Regions from separate parts of the Mus musculus genome. Here all the other regions are linked to region 2. The links are chromatin contacts, called in public ChIA-PET maps. All regions are on one chromosome and are shown on one strand. Each heading gives the region's core, a stretch centred on a gene start, on an enhancer-like site or on the middle of the called end of the contact. The rest is flanking DNA. Distances are from core to core; before and after follow the strand shown.

What was found. ChIA-PET counts read pairs in DNA pulled down with a chosen protein or histone mark.
Region 1: a contact with region 2 is called in an RNA polymerase II ChIA-PET map of memory CD8 T cells, with 25 read pairs. The contact joins two enhancer-like sites. A contact is called at or near these places in 4 of 115 datasets of contacts at active chromatin or transcription factors (CD8 T cells, T-cell acute lymphoblastic leukemia, memory CD8 T cells and 1 more).
Region 3: a contact with region 2 is called in an RNA polymerase II ChIA-PET map of memory CD8 T cells, with 29 read pairs. The contact joins two enhancer-like sites. A contact is called at or near these places in 1 of 484 Hi-C or Micro-C datasets (bone marrow-derived macrophages) and 5 of 115 datasets of contacts at active chromatin or transcription factors (CD8 T cells, acute myeloid leukemia, bone marrow-derived macrophages and 1 more).
Region 4: an RNA polymerase II ChIA-PET map of memory CD8 T cells shows a contact between it and region 2, with 39 read pairs. The contact joins two enhancer-like sites. A contact is called at or near these places in 2 of 15 datasets of contacts at CTCF or cohesin (CD8 T cells and large pre-B cells), 3 of 484 Hi-C or Micro-C datasets (CD8 T cells, cerebellar granule neurons and pro-B cells), 6 of 115 datasets of contacts at active chromatin or transcription factors (CD8 T cells, bone marrow-derived macrophages, effector CD8 T cells and 3 more) and 1 of 9 other capture datasets (embryonic stem cells).

What each region holds. Positions count from the first base shown.
Region 1 is chr16:24,703,120-24,706,054 of GRCm38.p6, forward strand. The region is part of intron 7 of Lpp (LIM domain containing preferred translocation partner in lipoma); the gene reads left to right. Among named protein-coding and RNA genes, the nearest start is that of Mir28a, 120 kb to the right of the region's middle. Within about 2 kb of position 1,327, at least 21 of the 459 cell types and tissues checked have an H3K27ac peak or open chromatin away from gene starts, as enhancers often do. A contact at or near this core is called in CD8 T cells, memory CD8 T cells and regulatory T cells, where this site is marked.
Region 2 is chr16:24,150,328-24,153,493 of GRCm38.p6, forward strand. No RefSeq gene overlaps it. Among named protein-coding and RNA genes, the nearest start is that of Gm32126, 7.6 kb to the right of the region's middle. Within about 2 kb of position 1,889, at least 134 of the 459 cell types and tissues checked have an H3K27ac peak or open chromatin away from gene starts, as enhancers often do. A contact at or near this core is called in CD8 T cells, bone marrow-derived macrophages, memory CD8 T cells and 2 more, where this site is marked.
Region 3 is chr16:24,976,724-24,979,707 of GRCm38.p6, forward strand. Lpp (LIM domain containing preferred translocation partner in lipoma) reads left to right here. Exons shown (of 13, transcript NM_178665.5): 12 at 477-597; 13 at 2,470-2,984. The coding sequence ends at 2,598. Among named protein-coding and RNA genes, the nearest start is that of Gm52245, 37 kb to the left of the region's middle. Within about 2 kb of position 1,293, at least 40 of the 459 cell types and tissues checked have an H3K27ac peak or open chromatin away from gene starts, as enhancers often do. A contact at or near this core is called in CD8 T cells, bone marrow-derived macrophages and memory CD8 T cells, where this site is marked.
Region 4 is chr16:24,912,115-24,915,157 of GRCm38.p6, forward strand. All of the region lies in intron 10 of Lpp (LIM domain containing preferred translocation partner in lipoma), which reads left to right. Among named protein-coding and RNA genes, the nearest start is that of Gm52245, 28 kb to the right of the region's middle. Within about 2 kb of position 1,772, at least 143 of the 459 cell types and tissues checked have an H3K27ac peak or open chromatin away from gene starts, as enhancers often do. A contact at or near this core is called in CD8 T cells, bone marrow-derived macrophages, memory CD8 T cells and 2 more, where this site is marked.

The DNA.
Region 1 (2,935 bases), core at 77-2,576, 550 kb after region 2:
TCTTCATCTCAGATTGTTTATGGTTAACCACATCTTCAGCGTTTATTCTGGCAAATAAAGAAATTTGTCCACAAGATCTAGAAGTTACAATTTGACTATTACTAGGTTGTTATTTTACCCATCATAAGCCCAGAAAAGCAGCTTTATACTCTTCTAAAATGGTACATTTCAAAAAGAGATGAAGTGTTCAGACAGGAAGTAGGCTTTTTCCTTTAGGTAATACATCCTGAGTTTATGTTGATAGTAACAGGGAATTCATTCATTTAGTGCAGACATATGCAGTCTGTTGTGTAATATCTCATTAAGGTCAGTAGCAGGTCCTTGCTAGCCAACAGTGATTTGTAGCGGTTTCCACGGGAAATGAAGTACAGTGGTTACCTGTTCTTGGAACACATTTCAGTATCTTGTATGTTGTAAATGTTCACATCATTATTTTATTCTTTCTCCTTGCTTTGGTTTTGCCCTGATGGGAATACTACTCAAGGTCTAAAGCCTTTCTGAATTTTGTTGTTGTTGGTTGTTATTAGTATGTTTTATTACTGTAACAAAAGACCTGGAGCTAAAATAAAAATTCTTGGAGGTTGACATTCAAGCAATATGGCTCTGTTAACAGCCAAGTTTTTCTGCCCTTACTTCAAGGCAAATGGCATCATGGGAAGAGTGTCCTCATATGCATATATCAGAAGGCAAGGTTTGCCTCCATGAGCATTCATTTCATAATCTGCTTTTTTCACAAGATCCACCTTCTAAAGATTCCCAGCTCAAGAGTATCACATTTACCAAGCTTCCAGTTTATAGACCATGGTAGTGTTCACTAAGACATAGGCCAATCATATTATCGACCTGTGAAAAGTTGCCCTAGCTTTTTCAAGCCGCTTGTAGCCTGCCCAAGAACAGCACGATTATGTGCCTCAGTTACAGTGCAGCCCACGTTGTGGTGCTTCCTGGAGCTGATGTACAGTGACTGAGCCAGCATAGACCTTCAGATATTCACCCCAGGAGCAGTACCCATTCTCCCTGGAATTGTGAACATATTTAGGAAGTCTAATCATCACCTCTGTTTCCTGGTGCCTTTAATGTAAGAATAGGTGATTAACGTGTATGCTTGTCTAAGACTGACTTGTCATACATATGAGCTGGAGAACAGAAATAGATGGAAAGATTTTTGTGATAGATTATGGAAGAGAAGATGTATTGTTAAGTCAAGTCCAGTTACACTGTTGAGTTGCAGAGCAGATCAGCTAAACAGGATGTTCTCTTGTAACTCTCCTGAGGTGGGCTCAACCTCAAAAGAGAAGGTGTGAGTGTGGTGTGCCCTGCCGGAGCCTCTACCGAGTGAGTCACTTATGTGAAAATGTCTTGACATACATAGAATTGTAGAGCCCACACTGTATCTGATCACAGAAATGTTACTGCATAATAGCAAGCTGGCTTTGATCTCCATGGGATTGCAGGCTGGGGGATGAGGAGGGGTGGCTTTTGAAAGGTCACCTCTACTACTCAGGAGAACACAGAGTATCAATCCCTTATATCTGCGAGCTGGTGTAGCAAGCATTGGAAGTGTGTGCATTAAAGGAAAACTGCCATGTATCTTCATGTGTGAATGGGGTGCTTTTTTTTTTTCTGGAAGAGCTTAGCATCCTGACTACTTTCCCTTCTATGTTGTAGTTGATGATATCTCACACCCACTGGTGTGTGAAGAGGAAGAACCTGCTATGCCTACTTTCTGTGTTAGTGATGTGGCATAATGTTTTCTGGAAATGCCACACAATTTCAAATGTGACTCCTTTCTAAACTTGCGAATAGAGTTGACAACAGTGAAATATGTCCTGTAAACAAACCCCGAGACACTATCTTTTGAATGAGTGGTAGTTGAATTTATACCAAATCCCAGAAGTAGGAAGTCCCACATGTGTGGAGTTCTCTCTGCTGCCCGAGGCCCACAAGGGGCAGTGCCGGGAACAAAGCCTGCATCACCTACTTACTCTCATTCCAGTCCAGCACAGCTGAGTCCAAGTTTTATATTCTATTACTCACAATCCAAATCGATGGTAACATATAATATTTTACCTTTATTGAGTAAAACTGCAACTCTCTTCTAAAGGTGATTGCATTGCTATGTGACTTTTTATGCTATTAAATTCTTCTACTCACATCTTATTTCTGGAATTGCAAGAGAAGTAACCGAAGGACTCATTTATCTCTTTTTATGAGGTACTTAGTGGACATTGTTGAATGTTTTCTGGATGGTGAGGGTACAATCACAAATAAAGTGAAATGTACGTCCTTAAAGGGTTCATTTTCCTGTGGGAGAGGATTCAAAAGCAGACAATTATGTACTAAAGTCTAACTAAGTGGTAGAGAGAAAGTTGAAGGTAAAACATAGAGGGGATGGGATGGTCTGGTCATTGCGTTTTTTTCTGGGGTTTCTGGGGAGACACTTAAGATGAGGTAGCATTGGAGCACAGCTACCTAGGTTGTATTGAAACAAGCTATTAGATGCATGTTAAAGGATGTTCCAGACAGGCACGTTTCAATTTTTTGTTATTTTAGGGGATAGAGGAGAAAAGACGGCACAGATTCTAGCCAGCAATGGCATGGGTCAGATTGGAAAGCAGCCTGGATTGGCTGCTGCACTCTGTGAATCAAGATGCTAGGTATCAGTGAGAAAGAAAGCAGCTCCTGATCATGGCACAGGGCTCTGGACTCTGGGTCTTCCTTAGAGGGAGCTGGGGAACATCTGGAGGCTTTGATGAGAAGTGTTCTAGTCATGGTGGCCTCCTGCTGGAAAACAGACAACAGGCAGTAATGCTTCAAACTACCTAGATGTGAAAGCTGGCAGGACTCTATCAATGAGACAGGTTGTAGACAGGAAGATCCAAAGGTTTGCAAGTCTAGGACTGATGGCCTAATCAACAAGATGGTGGGCAGATGG
Region 2 (3,166 bases), core at 639-3,138:
TCATTAAAATTATTCTTATTGTGGATTTTCTTCTTCTAACTCTTCTCATCTTCCGGGACAAGGTCTTAATCTTCTCACTCTGCTTTTCTGATCAGGATACCCATTTTGGAAGTAAGGAGCATGTAGGTAAAAAAAAAAAAAAAAAAAAAGTGCAGACTGATCTGTCTTAGGAAAGAAAGGTGGGAAGATCAGTCCTCATTCTGGGGTGGTGGCTATACCTTCATTTGCAACACAGGTTAACCATTAATATTCAAAAGACTAATGATGAATCTTTGCATGGCGCTTTCCATCCATAAAACAAATACTTCCCCATGCATGATCTCATTTTGTAAGTAGCAATTGCACTGTACTGATGGGGTCAGGGAAGGTCAGAGAGATTAAGTGTCTAGCCAAAGGTCAAAAAGGACCTTGGACCTTCTACTGCTGAGCTGGGTTCTGTTGGTTCTTTCTCTCTGCACTCTGTCTCCCATTGACTTCTCTTTTAAGCCAGCACCTTCACCCTCCTCCTGGGCAAGATATTTTTGAACATGAAAACTAGAACCAAACAGATATGCTGTTTTAGTGGGCCTTTCCCGTCTTGAGACGGTCTGTAAAATGCCTGGAAACCACTTATGGCTGAGTGCAGGAGACCCGAGCTCCCTGCCACCTGCCCAGGGTTTCATGCTATAGTCTCTGATAAGCTTCTTCCTTCTCAATAAACTCTAAATAAGTGCAAATTACTTCTCCCTGTCCCTAACCCCTAACTATCATACAGAAGCTTGTTGGGACAGTCAAAGGGGAAAATGGCTGTTAATTGTTGAGGCTTTTTGGTGGGAAGGCACATGATAAGATCTCAGGGCCAGGCACTTCCACCAAGTGGCTCAGTTCTCTGGTTTCCTTTAACATGACAGTACAGTGCTGGGAGGCACTGCATTTGTGATTCTGTTTCCTTCCATCTCAGGTCACTTACCCACTGCCAAGTGCACCGTCAATGCTCTGGGGATGGCCCAGAAGAGCCACTGCCTCTAGAACCATGTGGAAGGACCTTGAAAGGCATGTGTACCAATGATGTTGTGTCTGATCCAGATTAGGCCAGACCCCATTCTGGTTTCCCATTAGGCCCCAGATCCTGCCCACAGTCTGGGGGGGGGGGGGCTGGAGAGGCTAATCTCAAAGGGCCAGATATGAGTCAGTTTCCACACTCAACACCAGGCGTGTGGCTTCCTGAAGCACAGACAAGGAAGTGCTGAATTTCAAAGAGCAAGGTTTTTTTTTTTTTTTTTTCTTTGCATACCATATCCGGAACTGAAACCACCGATTCATTTCACTTTAGATCTCATACTAACATTCAGATCGTCAATTATAGTCCAGAGATAAGATGCCGAGGCTTCATCAGCCCTGTCCTTGTCTCCCCTCACGCCCCCGTTTCTTTTGCTGTGTTATTGCAGGATTCTTCCCTTTCAACTTTTTCGCTTTCAGTGTAAACAGCACAGACTGTGGAAGGTGTGTTGGATATATATATATAATAATGAGTCAAATATCTAAATATCTCTTGAGAGCATGGCTAAGCTCAGAACTTCCCTCTTCCCTCAGTGGTCACCTCAGCTCTTTGTGAGTGTGGCTGTAGGTTCGGTTATCCCATGCCATACGATAAGTGGCTCGGTGAGAGTGACTGACACCTTGTTAGCTCGTGACAGCGGTTAAAAGATGAACGCTGCGGACAGATTCATGCAAAGTACCCTCAGGAGGAGAGAGGCCACTGAAAACAGACACATCCTCTGAGCTCTGCCTGCAGCATCAACCTGTTAGCAGGAAGAAGGATTCCTGCACTTACATAGCAAGTACAAACAACTTTCACATCCTTTCTCTCTCCTGATGCTTACCAGAACTTCTGAGATCAGTCATACAAGCCTTACCCTCCACACTTTAGAGATGACAGGACCCAGAGCTACTGAGAGTGGAAAGATGGGCCTGCGCAGTAACAGTGAGAAATCTACACCTCAGTGATATGGTTCCCAAGTCCAGTCTTCCGGTAACTTCCATCAAACCTTATGTATAATTCTTTAGTGCACTGTAGCCCACAATCTAAAGCTCTAGACATCTGTTGACCTTTTAAGTCTTAAGATCATGCAGGTCAAGGTTAATGGCTAATGGATAATTACATTTACACAACCCCTCTAGGCCTCAGTTTTCATTACTCTAAAGATGAAGAAATGCTATTAAATTTAGTGCTGCTTGCATTTCCAGCACTCTGTGCATGAGTAACTGCTGAATTCAAAGTATTTGCTCTGCAGCCTGAGTGCCCAGGATGGCAGTACTGTTAGGCAAAAACAGCCACCTGACTTCCATGGTAAAATAAGTAAGAGGAAAGCACCATTATCAATAAGACTTCATAGGTCTACGAGAGAGGGGACTACAGATATATATTAGTCCTCCAACTTGGTCCTAGACCATGAAAGATAAGCATCCTGTAGTGTTATTACGATGGGCAGTAGAGACATCCTTGATGATCCCATTGGTCTCTCAAGGGAGCAGGACAAATTCTGACAAAGGTTTTATGACCACCCCAGCCCTACAAATCCCCAACCCTACCCTCTGCTGGTGTTTCACATGCTAGGCCATGCAGTGTGGTCCTTCAAGCCCAGTCCCACCTGAAGCTGAGTGATACTGACTATACACTGACTATACATGTGATAGACTAGGTCCTAACACAGCAGCCAAGGGAACTGTGGTTTTATAAAAGTTCCCACAGTCCATTTGAAAGCAAAGACTTACACATATTATCTGAACTTAGGAATTAGGACAGTGCCTTGGATTGTCTTGGTTCTTTACTATCTTTTCTTTTTTTCTTTTTCTTTTTTTGGAGAGCAGAATCCCATGGTTCTCTTACAGTGGGAGAAGAGAGATGAGCTTGTCCAAGTTTCAATCTACCTATTGCCATTCTGTTCCCATGGCTGTTCTAGAACATTCCCTTGTTCAGAGAAAGAAATGTTAGACTTTTGGAGAGATTCATAGGATACCAACTGGGACATTTTTATATCCTGAAACCCTCTTGCCTTGTCTTTTTCCATTTAGCATCCTTTCTATTGCCTCTGTGGAACTGCTTCTGGGGTGAGATTCTCATCCTAGGGCAGCTCCCTGTCCTATCAGTTTAGATGATTCAAAAGCTCTTAACTATATTCTGTCT
Region 3 (2,984 bases), core at 43-2,542, 830 kb after region 2:
GCAAATGTGTGTTTGAGGTTTCCTGTGGTCAAGAATTCAAGACACATTTTAACGAAAGAGGCTGTAGAGATTAATAATGTTAGGTTATTTGTCTATGGCAGAATGAAGGAATACTAATAGAAGCAAGTCAGAGGGTAGCCAGGGCCTACCAAGACCTTTCTCATCCATGTTTAGGCAGGACCTTGTTTCCTGTGTTCAGCTAGCTCATGCCCATGGAATAGTCCTGTGCACAGGATTGCTGCATCCTACATGCTGCCTGCTAATGCGTTCCCTGGTGTTCTCTGTACAAGGCAGATCCATCCTCTTCCCTGACAGAGAGCACTACACACCATCTGGGGAGGCCTCTGCTGCCTCAGTCTCTTTCGGTCAAGGTCACACAGGAAATACAGCACAGGTGTCAGCCTTTGAGTCTTTCTGTTTCCTTCTGTACCCTTCTCCTGTACTTGACATCTCACCAGAATTCTTTCTATTTTCAGGAAATTTGCCCCGCGCTGTTCTGTGTGCAAGGAACCTATCATGCCAGCCCCAGGCCAGGAGGAGACTGTCCGCATTGTGGCTCTGGACCGTGATTTCCATGTGCACTGCTATCGCTGTGAGGTCTGTGGCATCCCCAAGTCAGAGCAATCATAAAACCTGGAGATTATGGTGCCTAACAAAGACCTTAACACTCACAGTTTCTAGCTCTGACACAGGCTGTTAATAATACACTTACGTCACTCAATTTACCCCACTCTTCATAGCCACGGCCCTCTCCCTGTATATATTAAATGCTTCTATTTCTTATTCCTCCAGATAAGACTTTGAGACCTAAACAGAAAATTATGTCACAGAATATTGTAAACTATTAAGCTAGTGGAAAGGCTATGATGATGATGGTGGTGGTGGTGGTGGTGGTGGTGGTGGTGGTGGTGGTACAGGTACATCTAAGAGCTAATTAACCAGTCACTCCAGCCAAACTGAAGTGACCCCTACATTCAGAGAGAGACCCCATCCTAAAACATAACAAGGAGAGGATGACAGGGAAGACATCAGACATTGTCAAAATCTGACCCTTGTGTATGTGTAACGCACATGCACACACACACATACATACACATCCACACACACACACACAGAGGGAGGGAGGAAGGGAGGGAGAGGGTGAAGGAGAAAGAGAAGATGTAAAACTGTGTCTTCTATGAATCATGTTCTTTAGAATATTTTTTTGGTTTGATTCCATTACTCACTTCCTGAAGAAATCTCAAAGTATCATATATCACTGGTTCTTTTTGGCAAAGCCACACTTCCTGTGGATCATAATGGTGTCTGCTGTGGCACTTTGGGTCAGCCTTGTTTATACCCTGAGTTTATTGTCAGCTCTAGGCCTGGCTTCATTCATCTCTTTGCCACTCTCAGAGAGCAGAGGGTAACTCTGCAGCAGCCATGGCCTGTGACAGCTTCTGTCAACGTGAGCAAGGCACACCGTGCTAAATGTGACTCTGATTATTTTCCAAGCAGACTCCCATTTCTTCTAAAGGCAAGGGCTGGCTTCCAGTGCTACCTAACACCTTACAGAACAGGCAGTCACAGTTAGCAACAGCAGCACCATATTTCACATGAATGTGACTCTTTGCATTTTGCTCATTCATGTCCATTATGTGCCTTGACCATCCCAAAAGCTCAGTAGGGGAGAAAATGCCTGAATTATTTCCAGAGTAGTATTCATTCTTGTGTGCAGCCTTCACAGACCGTGCCAAACCTCACAATGGCACCCAGGGAGCTCATCTCCTGGTCTCCCATAAATTCCTCTTCACCATGCTATCCCTTTTGGAAAATGTTACCAATTATCAGTCTTCCCAGCTCTTGAAATTTTATGTCCTTGCTACTATTGCAGTAAATATGCAAAAGCCACTGGTAGCCTTTCTACATGACAGAAATCACTTTCCTTTTATTTAAATAGCTATAAACTTCTATTCTTGTTCCTGTCCATTCTTCTGAAGAAATCCTAAAACTGAGTACAGAGGGTAGGCTGGGGGAGGGGATGCTTTTTTTTTTCTTCACTGTTGTTTAGGAGAGAAAGCTACCCCGGGAGCTGAGATCTGTAGGCATTTTCTTCTTTGTACTATGTTTTGTATTTGGTGATTAGAAGAGTCATTTTACACTATTTGTATTGTTTTGTTTTGAGACAGGGTCTTCCTATCTAGTCTTTCCTGGCTAGAATTTTCTATGTAGACTAGACTGGCCTTGAACTCATAGAGGTCCACTTGCCTCTGCTTCCTGAGTTCTAGGATTAAAGGTATGTGCCACTACTCCTGGCTACCATTGCATTTATGTTGTTAATCTCTAATTTAGTTTCATTCACAATCTGCTACTACTTGTACTAGTGTTGGGGTACAATGTCCCCATTATGAAAGCCTCTTAAGAGGCTCGGGGAAAGTGGGTTTATCCCTGTAGTTCAGTTCACTTACATCACTGTCTTCATTTCCTTAGGACTGTGGTGGTCTTCTGTCCGAAGGAGACAACCAAGGCTGCTACCCCTTGGATGGACACATTCTCTGTAAGACCTGCAACTCGGCTCGCATCAGGGTCTTGACGGCCAAGGCAAGCACTGACCTGTAGAGTCAATAGCCAGCTCAGCTGCCGAGTGCATGCCAGCAAGAAGAGCGCAACACAAGAAAAAGATAAGAGAAGAAGTAGAAAAATAGAGGCATAGCTCAACCACTAGGATAGTCTCTGTTCTTCATGTGCTATTAACCTTTCTGTAGAAGCGCATAGAGAATACGATTTGTCTACGTTCTTACCAAATACACATTTCACATTTAATCATGCAAGGCCTTGGTGAGCCTTTGTTCCAAGGACTTCCACATTTTTGCACAGATTATACTCCGTCCCATTCACTTCTGCATTCCTGAGACTTTTAATCCTCATGTTTGTCTCACTTCTCATGTGGTTGAATAGATTTTTAGTGTGGTATTTGCTGTCACATGATTTTTCCTGGGTGAATG
Region 4 (3,043 bases), core at 522-3,021, 760 kb after region 2:
TTAATTCTCGTACCGAGGTCTATATCCTTGATCAATTGAACCAGACTTTCAAGTTTGAGGCCTGACATTGACAGTTTAGCATTGTTTTGAATCACATAACAATAAAATATCGTATAAAAACTTTGGGGTGGGGAGGCCTAGGTTGATTGAGGGTCTAATTTAAAGTGAATGATCAGCAGAGTTTGAATGACTCAGGTACTGTCTTCTGCCACTGTCTTGCTCTCAATTTATATTTTGTTGGGCTCAGTAGGACAAGGAGGGAGCAAAGAAAAGAAAGCAACCTTTTCCGAATGCATTTTCATGTGCTAACCAAGGATTTTTTTTAAGAAAAAAAGCCCCAGCACAAAGGAGAAAAGTGACAGAAATTAGTCTATGCAGTGAAGGAAGGACTGCTGCACCAGAAATCAGAGCCTTAGGCTGGTGCTGATCTGGCCATGACCTTTACATTGAAGGGAACTCAATAAACATCAAGGCCAGGCCCAGGGCTCAGTAGTTTAAAGTGCTTGCTTCACAAGGCTATTGCCCTCATGCCTGGAGCCCATGGTGAAGGTGAGAGCAGATGCCCAAAATTATCCTCTGACCACCATACACACATAGTGGTGGTAGTGTGTGTGTGTGTCTGTGTGTGTGTGTGTGTATAAGCACACCAATACTAGTTAAATTAATGACAACATATTACATCTATATGTTTTTGATGTTATGTTATATTATTATTGCATATTTAAAAACTTAGTGCTTTAATACAATAGTTATTTTTTCAATAATGGCTCCTTGTTGGTTTCCACTTGTGGACTCAGGGACATGAACCCACTTTGCTGCCAGGTCTACCATTGCTCTAGAGCTCTAAGGCCCACAGGCTACAGCCTTAGCCTTGGACACAGGAGGAAAGATGGTGGCCAGGGTCTCATCAGGAGCTGCAGCTGATTGCCATCCTGGAAGAGTGACCCCATGTTCCTTCTACCATACTCCATGGGCTGGGACTCAGGTGATAATTACAAGACACGGTTGGAAGTATGACTAAGCTGAGCCACAAAGCAGGGATGCTTCGATGCATGTCTAGCCTGTCTTTGCTCTCTGTCACCATTCCAGAGCCATTCGTATTGGTGTGGTTCAGTCTGAAACAGGAAGCTGTGGTACCTCAGAACAAACTGTGGTTGATTTAGCTTTCTCTAAGTAAAATAAACTTATATATTGTTCCTATATGTGTTCCTTATAATAATCTAATTTGAACCAGTGACTAAAACATATGTTCTTGGTTCACCCCAGTTAGGTAATTTAACCTCTAATTTCTCTGTTTTGAAAATTGGGGACACCTTATTTTTTGGGAAGGAAAAAATATATTTACCTATTAACAAAACTCATCTAGGAGGCTGCTGTTTGTAAGCTGTGGATGTTGAACAGTCAGTGAAGCAGACTTTCAGTCTGGTTTAGGATTTTCATTTCCAATAAAGAACAGACAGAAGGGTCACGGCACTCATTCCTAAGGAAGTGATGCCTTACTGAGCTGAGGAGTGGACAGGAGGTTAGACGTCTCAGGCAGTGGAACTTGCTGACTTGAGGACCTGAAAGAGGCCACTGTGGTCAGAGACCGAGAGAGCAGCTTGAAGTAAGGCGGGTTTTGAGATGGACAGAGGTCTTGCTAAGGACTTTGGGCTTTCTCCCAAAAGGCAAAGACTGCTTAGCTATTTCATTATTTCTTACACACTCATCCATTACCAGCTTTTCCTGAAAGGTCTTTGGCAGCAGGGAAGAGGCGGAGGCAGCACCATGAGTAAGTGAACAGAGAATCTGCTCCCTGAGTGTTGTGGGTTTTAGCCACACCCCGTGTTCCATATCTCTCTCTGTGAAGCGCCTTACTTTCTAAAGCTGAAAGAAAGAGGAGCTTAAATTAAAGCATGGCTCAGCTAAAATACAACCTAAAGAGTAAACCATGTTTCCTGCTCCAGATGTGAACACATCTGCATTTTCTATCACATGATTTAGGAGAGACACCTTGAACTTGGAGCCATCCCTGTCTTTTTGTCTGTTAGGCAATGCTTATTACAGATGACTTCCTGGCACTTGTTTCCAGAAAGAGGTCCAGCGTAAATCCTTCTGAAGCCAGCATACTCCACTTTTCTGTACAGTGTGAGCCATGGTGCTCCCCCTTTTATAATCTTTTAAAAAAATATCTATCCTGACTGAGCTAGACCTCCTTAATCTTCATTCCTTTTCTTCCTGTTGAAATGGCAGGTTTCCTCTCCAAAATTTGGACAAGCTTTAAAATTAGATCTCAAACTGCCAGCCTCACAAATCTGCCCTGACAACAAATTTGTTGATTGTGTTTTCTCCTCAAGAAATAGAGTAGCTCTGAGAGGCATTGTGTTTAGCTAGCTGTCCTGGAAACACAGATACAGCTCTGGGCTCTGAGCCGACCAAGGGTTGTGGGCTTCAGTGACTTGGCAAAGCACAACAGGACAGAAGCCGGCAGAGCATGAAGCCTGTCTTTGTCATAGTTTGCTAGAAAGCCAGAGTCAGGCTCCCAGCATGTTCTTTCCCAGACTGCCACATGCCATAGGAGTGAGGGACAATTCAAGTGGCTGTAACGTATGTAAGTCAGTCCAGTCTGTCTTTCCATGATGCCTCATGTGTGACTGTTCCTACACACTAATTGTTGCTCATAAATTAAAATCATAGAATTGTCTAAACCTTTACATGTAGAAATTCTGTGAATTAGGTTTGTGTTTGACCCCAGTTGTCTGACCCCATGCATTCTGTCTAATACTATACTGATCCTGGCCTCCTTTATAGTCCCCAAGAAATCATGTTTGACCTTGCCTTTCTGATTCTATGCCTGGTACTGAAATATCTTGTTCACATTTTTATGCCTAAATGCTATATGACCAATTCCAGCATCATCTTGTCTTTGAAAATTGATTCAAAGTGATCATTTTCTGTCTTGCTCTGTGACACAGGTCTCCTCCTCCTCTTCCTCCTCCTCTTCCTCCTCCCCTTTTCCCCCTCCTCCTCCTCCTTCCTCTCCTATAGAAAAGAAAGGGAGACA